2 separate regions of the Mus musculus genome follow, and region 1 is linked to region 2. The links are chromatin contacts, called in public Hi-C maps. All regions are on one chromosome and are shown on one strand. Each heading gives the region's core, a stretch centred on a gene start, on an enhancer-like site or on the middle of the called end of the contact. The rest is flanking DNA. Distances are from core to core; before and after follow the strand shown.

Region 1 (4,174 bases), core at 789-3,288, 1.1 Mb before region 2:
TTTGTTGTTTTTCCTCCATTTTGTCAAAGCATCAGGCTGTAACAGTTTGGAAATGAGAACAATGTGGTCCTTCCCTCAAGCAGGTTGACAAAGACTGCTTTGGAAGAAGACATTTTTTGTCCTAAGATCAGCCAGAAGGTTCTCTGTGATCCCAAGTCTACAGAACACAGCCCGGTAGTCATGGGGTGTGTCCAGTTTGGCCAAGAGTGGTTCATTTTGAGCTCTAGGGCAGCATTTCCCAACCTGTGGCTGGCAGCCCTTTGTGGGGAAGGGAGGGGGCTTGAACAATCCTTTTAAAGGGTTCACCTAAGACCATTGGATATAGTAAATATTTGCATTGCAATTCACAACAGTAGTTGTGAATGCTTCTATATTCACTTATTACACTTATGAAGTAGCAACAAGAATAATTTTGTGGTTGGTGGGGGATGGTCACCATAACAGGAGGAACCATATTAAAGGGCGAGAGTTGTTGGGAGAGTTGGGAACACTGCTCTAGGGAGCAAGAGAGGTGGGCAGTGGATGTGTCGTATCTGGGATGGACTAGAACAGGGATCTGGAAGTGTTTGGCACAGTCAGGTGTGAGGCCAGCATTTAGGTCATCTGGCTATGACTGCCAGAGTCTTCACTGTCCCTCAGTGACCTCCGACCTGGGGCTGTCACTTTCAGGAGCAGGAATGCCCAGGTGGGGGGGCTGTGGCAGACCTGGGAGGCTTTTGTGAAGCTGCTGCCCTGGGCCCCTCTTAATCCCTGTCTGGATGGTGCTGGCTGTCTATAAGCAGGCCACAGCTGTGGCTCCCATGGCCCCAGTTGATTTGGGGGGGAAAAGAAGCTGCCTTCATTTGCCCTTCTCTCTGCATGGGCCTTCCTTGCAAAGCAGGAGCTATATCAGACGGGAGACCTTCCCTAGCACCACCATAGCTCCTTGGAGTCAGAGAACAGTGATATTAGAAATGCGTGATTGGGCTCCTGCTTCAAAGTTTGTTAGGCCAGGCGTGGGAGTGGGCATGGTTGTGCACTGGAATCCTAGCAGTTGGGACATCAGGAGTTCAAGGCCATCACTGGCTACATAGCAAGTTTGAGGCCAGCCTGGACTACACGAGTTTTAATTTAAAACAAATCAACAAAATCGTGTTATGATTTGTTGGAGTGGATTAATAGTAATATAACTAAAAGAATCAAAGCCGACACTTCTGTCCTGGTCTGTTTCCTCTCCCTGCGGTAAACACCATGACCAAGGGCCACGTGGGAAGAAGAGGGTTATTTGACTTACAGTCTATATTCGTAGCCAACCATGAAGGGAAGTCAGGGCAGGAACTCAAGGCAGGAACCTGAATGGTACTGAGGCAGACCGTGGAGGGTGCTGCTTACAGGCTTCCTCTGCACGGATTGTTCAGTCTGCTTTCTTAGAAGCCCTGGGCCACCCCTTCAGGGGTGGCACTGAGCCCACTGTGCTTAGCCCTCCACGTCAATCATAATTTAAGAAAATGCCACATTGGTTTGTTTGGTGGCCAGTCTCATAAAAGCATTTCTCAGACATAAACTTCCTTCTTCCCAGGTGGCTCCAGCTCATGTCACATTGTGTAAAGCTCAAACGCATCCAGCACACCTTCCAGATACGCCTTCCCAGCTTGTACAACAGAGTCCCATTTATTCCTGACTCCAAGCTTAGAGACAGCCTGAAGGGGCAGGCCCAGTGCTTCCTGCCAACTCCGGGGTCCCTGAGGGCTGGCGGCTTCTCTGCAGCCACACTTTAATTATTCTTCTTTGGAGAAGTGGATCAGACTAGTGTTAATACGCAGCAGTCACCTGACCTCCGATAACTGACTCTGTTCGGAATCTGACTTACTGGTTGCTTAGCAACGGGCGCTTCGCTTCCCATCTGCACCATTCTGACGATGCTCAACTTGGCCTCTCTCTTTCTGCAGACAGTGTCATTCAGAAAACAAAGTGGCATTTTAACCACATGAGCTCCTCCCAGATGAAGAGTGGCTTAGAAAAGATCCAAGAGGAGCTCGAGTTCCAGCCTCCAGCAGTCCTGTCCCTAGAGGACACAGATGTGGCAAATGGCATGCTGAACGGCCACACCCCAGTGCACTCTGAGCCTGGTAAGTGCCCGGCGTTCTCTGACGGAGACGAGGGGATGCATGTCAAGTAGGCTAGCAAGAATCTGGATGGGCCCCATTTCCAGGCGGTTTGTTGTAAAGGACAAAACCAAATGGAGCCTTACTGTTGTGATTGAGGCTCTCTTTAAGGAAGCAATCGGTGCCATTCTGGAGTTTCCATACTGAACAGCCAGGGAGGTTGTTGAAGGTGAAGTTCACAGGTTTTAGTGTTCTCAGAACTGTGCTATTGGAAGCCATTCATTGGACTCTATGGGGTCTGCTTGACTCACCACATCACTGGAAGCCCTCACCCTCTTCTCCTGTTGGAGGAAGACTGTGGGGAAAGTAGCATCTAAGAATCCTGCAACGGGGGCAGTGACGTGGCTCCGCGTAAAGCGGAGTCGCCAAGCTCGAGCTCCTGGGTTTGATCCCTGGAGACCCCATGGTAGAGGGAGACTTCATCCAGTTGTCCTCTGACCTCTGCAGAAAGGCCAGGGTGCATCTACAGCAAGACCTGTCTACATCGTAACAATCTAATTCTTTAAAACTTCTGTACTAAACTCACGGCTTGAAATGTAAATGGCACACTAAACTTGTGTTTGTGACATATTAAATTGCCTGTGGCAAATGAAAGTGGTTTTTGGCTTAATGCATTTAAACCAGTAAATCCCAAGATTGGCTCGCCTGCCAGTGGGCAAGCTGTCCCAGTTATGTTGGAGGACACTGGGCCTTCGGAAGAGAAGACTGGATTATTGAGTCTTGAGTGAAATTTCTTCCCTGCCTTGAGTAAACGTAGGGACACCTTTGTGATGTATGTTTTTTTTTTTTTTAAACACTTAGACAAGAGGAGGAATCCTGAAAGTGCCAACTAAGCCATTTTACTGTGGTTTCCCTCACCTTACTGTCCCGAGGCTAGAGGCCTCACAGGTAGCATGTTCTGTTCTAACAGGAACTCAAAATGCTCTGTGGGAACTAACACACTAACAGTAGGTGTTAGCTGGTCTGTGGGTCACAGGGCGAGGGCGCGCGTGTGTGTGTGTGTGTGTGTGTGTGTGTGTGTGTGTGTGTGTACACGCTTGTGTTATGTGTTGGGAAATGTGTGTGTGTGTGTGTGTGTGTGTGTGTGTGTGTACACGCTTGTGTTATGTGTTGGGAAATGTCAGGACCAGAAAGGATGCTCGGGAAGGGGCAGGACAGGAGACCGGGCTAGACAGCATCTGTGAACCAGACTCCCTTTCAGTTGTGACCTTTGGGAAGACAGCGAGTCTGTTCCCATTATCAGTCTGGCCATAGCTATAGTCTAGACATTCAAACTGTTATAGATCAAATACCTCCTCTCCCTGGGTATTTTAGAATTTATTCTGCTGTGAATAATTCTGGATGCCCACATGACACTGAACAGTGTCTGTACTGGGAAAAGAGCAGACCAGTTTACAAACTGAAGACTGAGGCAGGTGGCGGGGTGCTTCTAGAGTCTTGACAGTCCCTAAAGCCTGCAGCAGCAGCTGATTCTGTGTTGGGATCTTGTGTCTGGAGGGACGATTCCCGGTGTCACTGACGCTCACGTCTCCTGCTCACAGGTGTCTCTGCACCTCACTCCAGGTACAAGTCACCCCTGGCTAAAATAAAAAGGGGATTAAGTACTGTGCTTGACACAAAAAAGACCTTTTAAAAATTATAATTATAACAATAACTATTATTATTATTACTACTTTATTTTTTCTGGAAGAAGTTTACCTCCGTTTCTGAGATCCGTTCATTTCTCGCTTGCCCTGCTAACTTCCGCCGCTTTGTAAACGTGCGCATTTGTGGTCTGCGTTTAGCATGTGAGCCCGTTAGCAGAGGTCTAGTTAGTGGTCTTGTTCACCTGTCTGTCAGAAACAATTCTCACAAGACACTCTGCTTTCTGTTCCCTGTGAAGCTCCGAACCTCCGGATGAAGCCGGTGACAGCCCTGGGTGTCCTCTCCCTTGTTCTCAACATCATGTGCGCGGCCCTGAACCTCATCCGTGGAGTTCACCTCGCAGAGCATTCTTTACAGGTGACCCTCTTCACAGGGCTTTTTGTTTG
Region 2 (4,159 bases), core at 880-3,379:
GGGGATATCTGTGGGCTCCAAAGGGAGAGATGGAAGCCAAGACATATTACAAACTGCCAGGGGCCACACCCATGTCCCTTATCAAGAATAATCCTCGAAGGGCGTGCTAGCGCATGCCTTTAATCCCAGCCCTCAAGAGGCAGAGGCAGGAGGATTTCTGAGTTCAAGGCCAGCCTGGTCTACAAAGTGAGTTTCAGGACAGCCAGAGATACACAGAGAAACCCTGTCTCAAAAAAAAAAAAAAAAAAAAAAAAAAAAAAGAATAAATCTCCCCAAGGGGTGTCTGTGATATTCACAGACACCCTAAAACAGAATTACATCAGAAAACTACTTTTTGTTGTTGTTTTTTTGCAAGCATACCAGAAACTTAGCAAATCTTAAATACACAAATGTAAAGGTTTCTATATCCACTGCTTCTGACAAGTGTCTAGATATGAATGAGAGTAAAGAACCCGTAGGCAAGCCTGGGATGGTGGCACACTCCTCCCACCAGAGACTCAGGTGGGTTACACAGAGAAACACTGTCCCTAGGAGAAACAAAACAAAACAAAACAAAACAACCAAACCGATCATCATGGACTGATCCACCAGTGTACAGGAAGGCTACTGTAACACGCACACGGCATCCTTTTTCCAGTCACCACTTTCCAGGGCCCTGTCCACAGTAGCACAGGCTTCCCTTCAAGGTTATTACCAAGAACAAATCAAACCCCACTTCATTAATGTCCAGCAACCCTATGGACTCATGCCACCACCCACTGCATTTCCAAACTCCCATTTTGAACTTGGATTTCGTCCAGTGTTGCTTTGTACAGTTGCCCATTCTCCCCCAGGTTTCCACCAAACTCCTGCAAAAGTTCACACAAGAGATACAGTAAAGACTAAGAGTGGCTGGAGAGATGTGTCAGCAGGTAAGAGCACTAACTGGTCTGCCAGAGGTCCTGAGTTCAATTCCCAGTAGCCACATGGTGGCTCACAACCATCTGTAAAGGAATCTGTAATCCCAGCACTTGAGAGGCAGAGGCAGGCGCATTCTGGGTTCAAGGCCAGCCTGGTCTACAGAGTGAGTTCCAAGATAGCCAGGGCTACACAGAGAAACCCTGACTCGAAAAAAAACAAAAAACAAAAAACAAAACAAAACAACAACAAAAAAAAGCTAAGATATTCTACAGCTAGAATAAAGGGTAAAACTAAAAAGGAAAGCCTTTCTGTGTAAAGATGTGACTGTGCACACTAGCTACCACAGGTGTAACGCACACAGTGACTTCTCACTGCTATATCATTCAAGCATTTGCACTGCGGTGGTCCTCAACAAGCTCTGACAGAAACAGCACATCACCATTCTGGAATAATCAGTCATACCAGCATCCCCTATCTCCAACAGCAGTAGCACCCCCTACAGTCAGTGGTGCCAACTCCTCCCGCCCCTGCCCCTCAGTCATTGCTACACCAGGTGAGGTGGCTCAGAAGTTAAAAGCACTTGCTGCTCTTACTGCAGACCCCTGTTCAGTGCCCAACACCCACAACCAGACTGTTCACAACTATCTGTAACTTTGGGGCCAGCAGATTTGACACTCATTTCTGGCCTCTGAGGGCACCTGCATGTGTGTGGCATATATATATATACACACACACACTCCAAATCTGAGAAAACTTGAAGAAAAAAAAAAGAATCTGCCATTAAGTTCTAAAATGCATGATCAGAAGCTCGCTCCAGTTCTCCTGCAGGTATTACATTTCTGGCAACACGCTTCTTCCTGTTTATTGTGTGCCCGTGTGTGTGTGTGTGTGTGTGTGTGCCCGTGTGTGTGTGTGTGCGCGCGCGCGCGCACGCGCACGCGCACGTGGAGGGGTGCATTTTTGCCAAGGAACCCATCTGCCATTTGAAGTCAGCCGTAACTTGTGAGAGTTGGTTCTCTCCTACTGTGGGATCCCAGGGCACAGAACTCAGGGTGTATGGCTTGGTGGCAAGTGCTATGTCACTGGCCCCAGGTCGTTTCTTTTTAATTACAACAGGCCAGGCAGGACAAGTGATTCCCTAACTGACCTTGCAGCTCCCAAGCCTAGCCGACACAGCCGCTGCTGTCAGTGTGCAGAGACCGCAGTGTTCTGTTCTCCACCTACAGTCTGTAAGCGAATTCATTAATGTGTGTTCACGTGGTGCCACCTACTGGTGAGAAGGAGCTCGAGGAAGTGCTAAGCTAAAGCTGCAGGGGGAAGGCCGAGAAGAACTGACAACCGTGAAAGTCTTCACTGTGGGAGCACGGCCCTGGGAGACACACGCGCTAACTGGGCAGATGAAGAGGGTATTTCAAATGCAGCCCAGGAACCAACCAGCACAGCTGGAGGAAAGGGGGGAAGAGGCACAGCTGCAGGAGGGGCTCGCGGCTCCTGCAGAGGAATCTGAGCTGAGGTGGAGGGAGTCCCTGGGGATCACCCTGAGTCAGCTCCATCTCCACCAGGTACAGTTTGAGGTGCTGGAGAAAACTCCTGTACCATCTGAAAGCTCTCCGGCACTTCTTGCATTCACACAGCTTCTCCGCAGAGTGAACAATCTGGTGCTGGAGGAAGGCCACGCCCCTCCGGAAGGCCCTAAGGCTCTCCTTGCAGACGTAGGGCTTCTCTCTGGTGTCTATCATCCAGTCCTGGGTTAAGGCCCCGCTAGAACTCAGATCTTTCCTGCACTGCCTGCACTTGTAGGTGATCCTTCCAGTCGTGGCTGGACCTGAAGGCTTTGCGGCACCCTTTACATTCGAAGGACTTTTTCTCCCAATGTGACTCATCTGGTTACGCAGCAGCATCGAGTTGTAGCTGAGCCTCCCCCCCCCCCGCACCCCCCTCCCCGCATTCTTTACATACTTAGAACGTCAGACCTGGATCCTGGAAGGATCAGATTCGGACTGGAACTGAATGTCTTCCTTGCTGTCCGGTTCTCACAGTCAAAGTGTTGAGAATCATTTCGGAGCACCGCCCCACTAGGGACTCTGCGGGGTGCTATCTCTTAAGAGGCTTCCTGACTGCTGGGTGTGGTGGCACACGCCTTTAATCCCAGCACTCGGGAGGCAGAGGCAGGCGGATTTCTGAGTTCGAGGCCAGCCTGGTCTACAGAGTGAGTTCCAGGACAGCCAGGGCTACACAGAGAAACCCTGTCTCAAAACAAACAAACAAACAAACAAACAAACAAACAAACCAACAACAACAACAACAACAACAACAACAACAAAAGAGGCTTCCTGACTGAAAGGGAGTTCTTCCGCCCTTGGTCCAAGACTCAGTATCTAAGCAATGCAAGCACAAGATGAGAGGCCTTAGCTAGTGCCTAGGAGGAAAGCGGAGCCTGATAAATAATTTTCCTTGCAGAGTGATTTTGAGACATACCTTTGAAATGACTACAAGATCTGAAAGAAGATAATGAGAGGGGCTGGGGAGATAGTTCAGTGGGTAAAGGCACCTGTGGTTCCTCCAGAGGACCCAAGTTCAGTTCCTGGCAGCGTCAGTAGCTCACAACTGCCTGTGACTACATTCCTGGAGGCATCTGGCTCCTTCTGGCCTCTGGCATTGCCCAGACATGTGGTAGTGGTGGTGGTGGTTGTTGTTTTGAGAAAGGGTTTCTCTGTATAGCCTTGAATATCCTGGGCCTCACTTTGTAGATCGGGGGGGGGGGGGGTAGGAGGAGGGTGACTGTGCAGGTGGAAGGGTAGGAGGACAGTGAGTGTGCAGGGGGGGGGGGTAGGATGACACCCGCTGCCTGTCCTCTACAGTCTCATCTGTGACAAACACAACGTAGATCTAGATAGTATGGCAGGTGGAAGTTTTAAAACAAAGTCACTTTTTCCACCACTTATGGCCTAAACATTAAATTCATGCCTGTGACCAATGTCAGCTGGGTCACCAAGGAGCACCATCCTTGACCCTGCTGGAGCCCAGGCCTGCTCCATGCTTCAGAAGACATAAGGAGTTGTAAGAGGCTGTGAGGACAAAGCTGACTCGGGGAGTACCTAGGAGGCGGCCGCCTTTGGGAACTGCACGTGAAGCAGCTCCTCCACACCCAGGTGAGACTCCTTCCCTAGAGCAACTCGAACACCTTTCTACAGAGCTTCGGGGCTCACCAGGACTGCAGCCTCTTGGACACTCTGCGGCCCAGGGCACTTCTCTCTGC

Evidence for each region. Hi-C and Micro-C count contacts between places; a contact is called where the count stands out from the background.
Region 1: a contact with region 2 is called in a Hi-C map of cortical neurons. The contact joins two enhancer-like sites. A contact is called at or near these places in 8 of 39 promoter capture datasets (3T3-L1-derived adipocytes, embryonic stem cells, liver and 3 more), 1 of 484 Hi-C or Micro-C datasets (cortical neurons), 3 of 115 datasets of contacts at active chromatin or transcription factors (astrocytes, embryonic forebrain and large pre-B cells) and 1 of 9 other capture datasets (adipose tissue).

What each region holds. Positions count from the first base shown.
Region 1 is chr9:121,688,170-121,692,343 of GRCm38.p6, reverse strand. It overlaps Sec22c (SEC22 homolog C, vesicle trafficking protein), which reads left to right. Exons shown (of 7, transcript NM_001164562.1): 4 at 1,929-2,108; 5 at 4,027-4,145. Among named protein-coding and RNA genes, the nearest start is that of Sec22c, 15 kb to the left of the region's middle. Within about 2 kb of position 2,038, at least 65 of the 459 cell types and tissues checked have an H3K27ac peak or open chromatin away from gene starts, as enhancers often do. A contact at or near this core is called in cortical neurons, where this site is marked.
Region 2 is chr9:120,580,786-120,584,944 of GRCm38.p6, reverse strand. No RefSeq gene overlaps it. Among named protein-coding and RNA genes, the nearest start is that of 5830454E08Rik, 5.5 kb to the right of the region's middle. Within about 2 kb of position 2,129, at least 199 of the 459 cell types and tissues checked have an H3K27ac peak or open chromatin away from gene starts, as enhancers often do. A contact at or near this core is called in cortical neurons, where this site is marked.